2 separate regions of the Gossypium arboreum genome follow, and region 1 is linked to region 2. The links are chromatin contacts, called in public Hi-C maps. All regions are on one chromosome and are shown on one strand. The core of a region is the stretch at or near the end of the contact, and the rest is flanking DNA. Distances in the headings are between cores, read along the strand shown. Region 1 has its middle 93 kb from the start of LOC108460845. Region 2 holds the start of LOC108459662 (a long non-coding RNA gene).

What was found. Hi-C and Micro-C count contacts between places; a contact is called where the count stands out from the background.
Region 1: a Hi-C map of leaf shows a contact between it and region 2, with 2.0 times the contacts expected there. The contact joins two enhancer-like sites. A contact is called at or near these places in 2 of 5 Hi-C or Micro-C datasets (both in leaf).

The regions. Positions count from the first base shown.
Region 1 is chr4:15,901,552-15,907,060 of ASM2569848v2, reverse strand. It overlaps the pseudogene LOC108458369. Among protein-coding and RNA genes, the nearest start is that of LOC108460845, 93 kb to the right of the region's middle. Within about 2 kb of position 1,745, at least 2 of the 2 cell types and tissues checked have an H3K27ac peak or open chromatin away from gene starts, as enhancers often do. A contact at or near this core is called in leaf, where this site is marked.
Region 2 is chr4:15,704,143-15,710,264 of ASM2569848v2, reverse strand. It overlaps LOC108459662 (a long non-coding RNA gene), which reads left to right and starts at 5,714. Exons shown (of 3, transcript XR_001867395.2): 1 at 5,714-6,122. Within about 2 kb of position 1,549, at least 2 of the 2 cell types and tissues checked have an H3K27ac peak or open chromatin away from gene starts, as enhancers often do. A contact at or near this core is called in leaf, where this site is marked.

The DNA.
Region 1 (5,509 bases), core at 496-2,995, 200 kb before region 2:
AGGCCATGTCAACTCCATGCTGAAGCTAGCTGAGCTATTAGCACATGCAGGCCTCAAGGTCACCTTCCTAAACTCCCACTTCATCCATCAACAACTTCTTCGTCACGCCGATATTCTTTCCCGCTTCGCCAAATATGCGGGATTCCAATTCAAGACCATACTAGATGGTGTCCCTGACGATCATCCCAGAGTAGGCGGTGATTTTGTGAGGAAGCTCTTTGATGGTTTGGAATTGATAACCAAACCACTTTTCAAGGAAATGCTGGTTAATAGTAAGCCGAAAGTGGATTGTATTATAGGAGATGGGGTCTTAGGGCTCGCACTTGATATTGCTGATGAGCTTGGAATTCCCATCATTCAGCTTCGTACCATTAGTGCTTGCAGTCTCTGGGCTTATTTTGCAATCCCTGATATGATCCATGCTGGGGAGCTTCCTATCAAAGGTATTATTCCTTTCTTTTTAATAACTTAACTCATCCATCAATCATAAGACGCTATTTCTTAAACTTCAAATTCGAATCCAGTGTCTTCTGGAAGCGAAGATAAATGAAAATTCTACACTAATTATTAGAGTTTGGGTTCACACTACGATGAGAGAAAATCCCGGTTTTGATTTGTCTCAAATTTATAGGGGTCGATTTCTTTAATAAAATTTCTAGTCCGTGTGTATCCACCTCACCGTGTTTTATATATAATTTAATTTTGCTATTAATTCTTATACTTTCTAAAAGTTATAGATTTAGTTTTTGTACTTTTAAACTAGTCAATTTTATTCTTTTATTTTTAAAATATAAAATTTTAGTCTTACCTCAGCAGTAGTAATTAAATTCGTTTGGTTAAATTTAATTATTCGTCTTGTACTATTCATAAAGTTTCCAATTTAGTTTATTTTCTTTATTTGGATCATTCTAAATTTTTATACTTTTTCGAATTTTGGAATTTCAATCTTAATACAAATCACAGTCATTAATTCATTAATTAAATTTTTAATGAGTAATATGTAAAAATAATAAATTGACATGAAATTACATATATAATAATATATTTAGCTATTTAAATTTCAGTATTTTATTTTTAACTACATATCTATGTTGTAAATCTGTACTTTCCAGACATACACATGTGATTTCTGATATCAAATAAGGCCTCTGACAAAGCTACATGTGTTTGTGGAAGGAAATGAAGATATGGATCGACTAATAACAAGTGTTCCAGGCATGGAAGCTTTTCTTAGATGTCGAGATCTTCCAAGTTTTTGCCGAGCAAGCGACACCAAAGATTCAATTCTCCAACAGATCGCTCAAGAAACGAGAAAAAATTCCGAAGCCCGCGGACTGTTATTAAACACCTTTGAAGACCTAGAAGGACCAATATTATCCCATATGCGAACTAAGTTTCCCAAAATCTACACAATTGGACCTCTCAATCTACACTTGAAGACTAGACTTTTCAAGTCAGATCAAACATCTTCCGGTCCATCCTCGAATAGTTTTCGAAAAGTCGATAGAAGTTGCTTGTCATGGCTTGATAAGCAACAAAAAGGATCCGTTGTTTATGTAAGTTTTGGCAGCCTTGCAGTGTTGTCAAGGGAGCAAGTTTTCGAGTTCTGGTTCGGGCTTGTCAATAGTGGGAAACGGTTTTTATGGGTTCTAAGGCCGATAACATGCCTGAAAATGGCGGCGGAGATGATAAAGGGGTCAGTATACCGATCGAGCTTATCGAAGGGACTCAAAAAAGAGGATACAGAGTGAGTTGGGCGCCACAAGAAGAGGTGTTAGCTCATGAGGCCGTTGGTGGATTTTTGACACATAACGGATGGAATTCAACATTGGAGAGTGTGGTGGAAGGAGTGCCTATGATTTGTTGGCCTTACTTTGCTGATCAACAATTGAATAGCAGATTTGTGAGTAGAGTGTGGGGATTGGGTTTAGATATGAAGGATTTGTGTGATAGGGAAGTTGTTGAGAAGATGGTGAATGATTTGATGGTGGAAAAGAGGGAGGAATTTGTGAAATCAGCTGCCAAAATGGCCAACTATGCCAAACAATGTGTAACTGTTGGTGGGTCTTCGTATTGCAATTTGGATCGTCTAGTTGAGGACATAAAATTGATGAACACCAATTCAGGCAAGTGATGTAGTTCAATCATCATCTTGTTTTACGATCATTTCTAAAATAATATCTATTAAAAATAGAAATTTAGTTAAAGTTTTAGGTTTTTTTTTCTAATAATCAATTAAAGTTGTAGGTCCATAGCTTATTTGATACCTTTTTTCCTTGTCTTTCCCGCTAGCTTTTAGTGTTTTCCAGCATTCTTTCAGGTTTAAAACTCCACTCACCCACGTCTTTTACCCCACTTCAAAGCAGTAATATTAACTCCCTCATGGCCTCATCCTTATCCCTTTTTCAAATTCTTTCTACATGATTCAAACAGCAAAGATCCATACACTTTCTAAATACAGGCATGTACATCATTTATTTATCATAACCTCCACATGCACGCATATCTATAAGTAATATACTATGTATAGAATTCTATGCTACACATAAAAGCATTATAATCAGGGGCGAAGCCGGGGTGGCATGGGCCGGCTCTTCCTAAAATGTAAATTAATTTTTTTGGCTCTTAAAATTTTTTTAAAAATTTTATATTAGTAAAATAAAATTGTATTTTGACCCTTTAAAATTATAAAAATTCGATTTAATCATTTATAAATTATAAAGATATAAATTATAAAAAATTAAAATTTTATCCGGTCCCCTAAAATTTGTTCGGCTTCGCCCTAATTATAATATAATATTTTAGATATATCAACAAATAAAACTTATAAAATAATATAACATTAACAGCCGGAACATATAGAATTCCATAATTGTTCTCATTTTATTATTTTACAATATAATAAAGAAAGAAAAGAAAATTGATAACATGCTTATATTATTGGATCTTCCTATGAAAATAATACTAATTTTATTAAGATTAAATAATAAATAACAATCTAAATATAAAATGAGCTTAGTCCTCAAATTAAGATTAAACGACAAAATATGGTGATTACAACATGTTTGGAGATAGATTTCACTTTCATAAAATCTGCTTTTCAATAATTATCTATATTTCCAATTAGATACAGATCATTTTCTTAGTGCATAGCTAGTAGTTCACTATGCCTTTGAGATGCCTTAATATCCTTTTAAATGCTTTCTAATGGGGTTAACCTCGTATACATAAAGTTTATAATTACACTAAAATAAGGAACTTTGTCCATTTGAGCCTTTTCTTGTGGATAAGCTTAGGTTTTCACCTCTCCAACAAGGGTATCAATTAGCTTACAATTTTTCATTCTAAATCATTCAAGGATTTTCTTAATGTATGACTCTTGCAAAAGAGCTATGGTCCTCTTAAAATGATCTTGAGTAATCTTTACTCTATGAATGTAACCTGCATTTCAAGGTTGGAAGATAACCAATCTTTTATCGTAACTATATACTCATTGTTTCTAGCCAATAGTATGACATCCACGTAAAGTGACAAGATTATAAACTTGTCCTTGTCTTTTTGACATACACACAATATCTTCATCAATATGGTAAAATCATACAAAATGATTGTTTGATGAAATTTTATATACCACTATTTGATGAAATTTATATTCCACTATCTAAAAAATTGCTCAAGATTGTTAATTGATCTTAGTAACTTGCACACTTTGTGCTCTTGACTTTTATAAACCAAACTTATAAGTTGCTCCACGAAGATTTTTTTCTTGCTCTCTGTTTAGAAAAGCAGTTTTCACATCCATTTGGTGCAACTCCAAATTTAAACTTGCTACTACTGTTAGAAGTAAGTATATTAAGGTAAATCTCATGACAAGAGAGAAAGACTCTTTGTAGTCTATTCCATCTTGTTGGGTATAACTTTTCACTACAAGGCGTGCCTTGTATCTTTCAATTGTGTCATCAGATTTACACTTAATTTTGAGAACTCATTGTTCCCGATTGCTTTTCGTCCTTTTAGTAGATCAACCAATTCCCAATTATGGTTTGATCTCATTGACTCCATTTTTTCTTATATTGCATTCATCCATTTATCTTTTGAGTAATCATGAAAGCTTCTCTCTTTATGTTAAAACAATATTGAGGTATATGTCTACGACTACCACACTTAACATGAGATTCTTGTGAAAGAATTTCAACATCTCTTGTTAAGTTCCAATCAAATAAGGCAACATTGTTACATTTATAAGGAAATGTAATAACCAATTTGAACTAATCAAATCACCAACATCTTCTATTTTATAAAGAGAAGAATCATGTTTAGTGTCACCTCTGTTATGAAAATCATTTTCTAGAAATATGGCATATCGAGACTCAAATTCAGTAACGCTTTCATTTTCTTGTTCTCCTATAAACACATATTATTTTGAATGTTCAGAGTATATTATAAATATACTATTTTTACCTATTGGACTTAATTTGTCATGTCGTGAGTAAGCTCATGGATATAAGCAGCGCGACCTCATGGCTTTAAATTACTAAGATTGCGTTTTCTACTAGCCTATAATTCTTAGGGAGTTGATGCAACATATTTAGAGGTAACTTGATTCAATACATAAGCAACTATCAATAAAGCATCACCCCAAAAAGTGATAGGCAAAGTTGCTTGTGCCATCATAGACCTGACCATTCTTGGAAGCATTCTATTTCTTCTCTCTGCAACACCATTTTATTGTACAATCCTCAAAATAATTAACTGCCTATCTATCCATTTTTCATTGCACAAGTTTTTGAATTGATCAGACAACTATCATGTCCTCAATTGATTCTTAATGCCTTGACATTTTTTATCTCATTGATTTTCCACTAACATAACATATTTTCTGAAGTATTCTAATTCTTTAGACTTGTTGGAAATAAAATAAACAATACTAAAGTATGTATAGTCATCTATGAAAGTTATGAAGTATACTCCTCCAATTCATGCCCTAACATTCATTAGGCTACGAATACTTGTGTTTATTAATTGTAATAGAAATTCGACTCAAGTTCCTTTATTGAATGGTTTTCTTGTTATTTTTCTATCTAGAAACCTTTCACATACAGGTATATTAGCTTTTTTGATAAAGCCTAATAATCCCTCTTTAGCTAACCTATGCATTTTTTGTTGTTTGATGTGAGAAAGTTTGGCATGAAAAATATTCATCCTAGAAAATTTCAAAATAAAACCTCAATTAAGAAGCACTACTACTAATACCAAATTCTATCGTATCTTAGGAGCAAATAATACATGATGCAGGATCAAGAGTCTTTCACAATGCAAACTCAATTTGCTAGTGCTAATGCCCTTAACTTTAACACTTGTGTTATTTCCTATATAAATCCATCTGGTTTCCAATGGAATCTGATAGAAGTCCACCAACATATTTTAGTCTCTGGTTACATGGTCTATGGCACCTAAGTTTTCTTTGGCTCAATGCACTCACGAGCATAGTGAACCTTCTTGCTATAGC
Region 2 (6,122 bases), core at 300-2,799:
AGAAAGAGGAGCTCAATCACTGAAGCAAATTTTGCTGGAATATGAGAATTGTTTTAGTCAATGCGTTAACTAAGGCAAATCTACAGTTTTCTTTAGTAGTAATACCTAGGAGGGGGACATAACAACAATTTTCAGGATTCTTGGAGTACGAAGTTCGAATGTCCCAGAAAGATATCTTGGTCTTCCTAATAAGGTGGGCAGAAGAAAGAAGTTGGCATTTCAAAATTTGAGAGACAGAATTAAACAACGAATTGATTGCTGGAGTGTTAAACATCGATCTCAAGGCAGAAAAGTGGTATTTATAATGGCCATTCTACAAGCCATTCCAACCTATAGTATAGCATGTTTCTTACTCCTTAAATCTCTATGTGCTGAAATAGAAGGCATTTTTGCAAAATTCTGGTGGCAGAAAATTCGAGATAAAAGAGGCATTCATTGGTGTACTTGGAATGGTTTATGCTCTTTGAAACCAAACAAGGGTAGCGTCTTATTAATTTTCACAATTCTTTGCTTAATCGTGTTTTAAAAGCAAAGTATTATCCAAATATAGATTTCTCCAATGCGCAATTAGGAAATTTACCTTCGCTTACCTAGAAGAGTGTCTGGGCAGCAAAAGGGATTTGGATAAAGGACTATGTTGGAGGGTTGACACGAGGGAACGTATTTCCGTTTGGGGTGACTTATGGATATTGGGAGCTAAAATAGACAGATTACAGAATGGGACTAGTAATGAAAATATTAAGACAGTATCAGATTTGATTGATCCAGCTAGCAGAACTTGGAATACAGATTTAATCATTAGTACTTTTAATGCAGACGTTGCAAAGAAAAATATTGTAGATCCCTCTGGCAGAGACAACTTATGAAGACTTTCAAGTGTGTGCCGGGGGGAATCATCAGGCGAATTCTCAGTTAGAAGTGCCTATAAACTATTACAAGAGGCTAATTCGGGTCCTAGTAATAATTATTTACAAACTGAGACTAGAGATTTCTACAGGAAATTATGGAATTTACATCTCCCTCCGAAAATTAAAATTACAAACTGGAGAATTTCATGGAACTATATTCCTACTCTATCAAATCTCAAGAATAAAAAAGTGGTCGTAGCAGCTATCTGTCCCAAATGTCATAACCCTGAGGAAGATAGCAACCATATCTTCCGGCACTGTCCTACAGCAATAGATGTGTGGTCAAATTTAAATCTCGCCTGGGTATGTCATTATGATCTTAACAGTATATGGGAGTGGCTCACCTGGGTTTTTAGACGAGGAAATATTGAGCAATGTCGACTCTTCTGTTACGTACTATGGTCAATCTGGACATGCAGAAATCAGCTAGTTTACGAAAGAAAGAACTCTACAAGCAGAGATATCTCAAATCAAGTCATCAGCTACATTTCGGAGTTGCATGGAGTGGAACAGAAAAAATTTAGCTTAAATGTTGATAAAGGTCATGAATACACGGCAAGAAGCACGAGGGTAACTGTCTTATTTGATGCGGCTTTTGACAAGGGATCCTCCAGATCTGCTTCGGGTCTGGCTGTCCGTGATGAAAGGGGTGTGATCTTGGTATCCAAAACGGTTATCCACTCCGATATACCGACACCGCTAGCAGCGAAAACAGATGCCGGGTTACAAGCGATTCAGTTAGCCATTTCAATGGGTTTTAACAGTTTACAAATAGTGGGGGACTCTAAAACAGTGATAAAAAATGCCAATCAAAAGATCCGGACAAATTGACTATAGGAGCGTTCATCAGAGACAGTCAAAGCAAAAAGGTTTATTTTCAGAATATCGAGTTTCATTTTATCCCTAGATCAGAAAATGATTGTGCCTATTTCCTTGCCAAAGAAGCCTTGAAGAGAGGAATAGGATATTACCTGCAGGGGGAGGATCCGGACCATGCTCATCGTTACTAAGGCAGCCAGGTTGAGAACCGAAGAGTCAAGATGAAAGAGATGAGAGAGGTTTTCAAAGAAATTGATAGCAGAAGAGTAAAGATATGTTTGGGAACTGTTATCATAAAAGCTGAAATGGTGACATGAAAAGACAAGAGAAAATGGCATCCAACTGTGGTGATTGACGGGGCATTTAATTAGGTTTCCTTTTTTTTATTATTTATTTGAATTTTGTTTTGTTTAGGGGGCCTTCCTGATCGGTTAGGCCTGATTCTTTAGTTTTTTCAAGTTTATTTGTTGTTTTTCTTTTGGGTTTCAGTCCATTAATATGGCTGACTGTTTTTTTATGTATTTCTGATTTAGTCTTTTATAAAAGCCCAGTTGATTCTTCAAAAACAAAATTATTTTATAAGTTAGTATCTGGTATATTATCGGTATATATTTTTATTTTACAAATAATCTTAGAAAATTGTTGTGTTTTTAATACTTATATTTTAATATTTTATTATACTCTATAAAATACTTGTTAACTTCTTGACTCTACTTGTAGTAGTGTATCAAATATTTTCTTATTTTATTATAATTTTAATTATAAAACTATAAAATTAATATTATTGTGTCTTTTAGCACCTTAGTCAAACTCCACTTGAACTAACGAAGGTAGGAAATTTTTATGGAAAGACTGAAATTAAGTTGTATATTTTTATAAGAGTTAAAGTATAATTTTATTATTTTAATGATTTATATTTTATAATTTTTAAAGGATTAAATTATAATTTTATTATTTTTAGAAGTTAAAAGTAAAATTTTATTATGTACAATTTTAAAAATTTAAAGGATTAAAAATAAAATTTCCTGTTTAGGAGGTGGTGTCGCCCCTAACTTAAACAAACCATTAATAGTTATGAATACTTGGCCAAAAGAATACTGCCAAAAACATTCACAGTTAGGTTAAAATCTAATTAATCGGTCAAGCTGGTTAATGATTTTTAAAAATTTAATTATCGGTTAATTTGGTTCAAATCCAGTAATTAATCCAATTAACTAATTAACTGAAATATATTTATTAATTTCAAGACTTATGTAGTGTTTAGTTGTTGACTTTTAATAATTCGTAATATTTCTAATATCTTATTTGTTGTCTTCACCTCATTTAAAGTTTTTGAACTATTAAATAAAAGAAAATGAACATTAGTAATATAATTTTTTATATTTTTATACTTATTTTAACTAAAAACAAAAATATATAAAATTAGGTTAACCGACCAAATTAATTGAAATATTCGATTTGATTGTATTTAAAAACTTTCAATTCAATTATTAATTGAAAGTAATTTAATAATAATAATTGATTCAAATATTAACCTAACCCTTACTATAAACATGCAATAGGCTGATAATGACTTTTAACTCCTAAACACTCTCGTCTTGAACACCTGTCCTAGGATATCGAAAACATCTCCAACTGTTAGAAGGAGAAAAAAAAAAGAACTTTTCTGGTCTACTACTTGAGTTACTCGACTCCTCAACAAGTTAACTCCAATGAATTTTGGCACCATCACCACGTAAATTGCCTTTAACCACCTATTGATGCAAAAGCCAAGGATGTAGCACAAGAAACCACAAAGTTAGAATTTAAAATTTAAAAGAAGAGAATCAAGTCGGAAAGAACAGTGAATTGGATCCTTGTATTTGATGAACGTGGATTTTAGGAATGCGAATTTGACTAAAACTCCAATTAAGATTAATTGAATCTAAAGATAAAGATAAAAATAAAGATTTAAAGTGAAATAAAAAGAGAAGAATGATAGATTAGTCTTATGGAATCATTGAATAATTTGTATTTAAAAATATCAATGACTAGACTTGGACTCTATGAAATCCCTAAAAAGAGGAGTTGAAAATAATCAAACTTGAAGTTTGAAGACTTTTAAATATAAACATTGGAAGAATCACTCAACTTTCAAAGAAAATTTATTTCATGTAATGTAAAAATCTAAATGAATTTTTTATTTTTTTATTTTAGGGGCTGAAATCCTACCAGCCCTGGCTTCCCCACTGTCTCATAGCTCTGCTGTTATCAGTTATATTTTGCATGGTGTGAGAAGTGGTTAAGTCTTGGGACAGTTGAAAACGTGGTTTGGAGTTTGAAATATATTACTTGTGATTTTGTATGGGTTGTAGCAAGCAATGGTGCGCCTGGTTGGATAAGTAATGATGATAGTGATAAAAGTTGTGCGGTCACAAATAGAGGGCAAATGTTATGGCTGCACAGTTAAACCTCCCTTGGTTACGTACACCTAACCTAACCAAAAAGATCTGGCAAGGATTCAACGATTGTTATGCGTCTTCAGCCCATTCAGTTAAACCTTGAATGGTTATAAGCATCTTGTCAGAAGGATCCATTCTTATCCGATAGACAAGATAGAATGAAAATACTAGAATGTATTTGTTTCTCTCATTTGTTGCGAATTGCGATGCAAACCCTAACAGATGTTTGTTGCATGATATGTCCATTTCAATTCATAAAATAAATTGAATCTAGTCGTGATACTAATGTGCATGTATCTTATAACAAAACCACAAATCATTTTACAAAACGCCATTGCTTATTCAAATTATATGATGTAATTAATTTTTCTTTTTTTCTTTTTTTTAATAACTTGTTATTACTCGACATATAATAATTAAATAATAAATATAAATTTCAGTAATTTATTATTTTTAATATATAATTAATTTTTAATTTAAGGATAAACTATATCCAATGTCATTAAACTATTATTAAATTTACCTTTTGGTTACTTAACTTTAAAAAGTTACAACATGATCATTGAACTATTCGAAAGTTTTTATTTAAATCACCAGACTGCTAAAATCAATGTTGTATAGTATTCTTTGTTTTTACCGTTTGTATCAATCAAAAACTCCTATTTCCTTACTCTTCTACAAATTTATTCTTTTCATTAAATTACTTTGACTGTCATGAATTTACAAACCAAAATTCGAACAACTTTCTTCTCTAATCTCTGACATTGATCATCAGATTGATTTGGGTTTAAGCTATGTTCTTCTATTCATCAATGGGCACTGAGCCATTGTACTAATTGTTGAACTATCGTTTGGTGCTCACCAATCAAACTTATTTCCATGTATCTATAAGTTACATTATTGAGAGGGTACTTTTGTCTTTTTATATATTTTTAATAAAACCAGTTAAAAATTTGCTCATTGTGATATTTGAATCTTTGCCACCAACGTCTATAAAAAAAAATTTGCCACTTCAACCAAGTTTTATTTTAATTTTTTTATACATTTCACTATTATTAGACAAATAGTTTCACCTACATAATTTGTATACTATTATTAAAGTCCTTTACTGAGTTTAGTGTCACAAGTCAAGTGACAAGAACTCAGTTGAGTAAATTATAAAATAACTTTCTACATTTTAAATAATTTACATTATTACAAATGTATTTTTTATCATTTTATTTTTAATAAAATTAATAAAAAATTTACAAATGTTAAAATTCAAACCCATACCATTAGAAACAATAAATTTTCAACTTTACCATTATAATCTAAACTTTATTTTGATTTGCTATATACTTTTAATATCAATTACGATTTCTTTAGCTTTATTACCATTTTTAATTAAAAACTTACCTTAAAAATCTATATTTTTTAATGGAATCAGGTTGAACTTTTATTAATTTAACAAAATTCACATCCAAACTAAGCCCAAATTTTAACAACAGACCCATACGGTTAAAAAAAATTAAAAGACATGCAAACAGAAAGAAAAATAATAAAATAAAACCGACTTGTCTAGCCAAATTTCTGAACTGTCACCCACTCTCCTTCTACATACTTCATTTCTATCACCAGTTGGTTCCAATTCTTGAGAAAAAACAGTCATTTCTCCTCCTCGTTCTTCAGCTCATAGCCATTCTCCCCCTCCCAATCCAAATTACTCTATGGTCGATCCCTCAATCTGGCTTTCTGACCCACCTTCGATCCTTTTCCAGTGACTCCACGACGTACCTAGGCACTCCTCCTATCAGAAAAAATTGATCCCCTTTCTTTAAACTTTATATGGCTATTATATAAGCCACCAAATTTGTCGTTCTAGGTGTATGTTTAAAGGAAAATCTGTTGAAACATTATCGGTAATGTTGAATATCTCTTATATAAGCCCTCATTTCTGATTCATCTGTCTCACTTG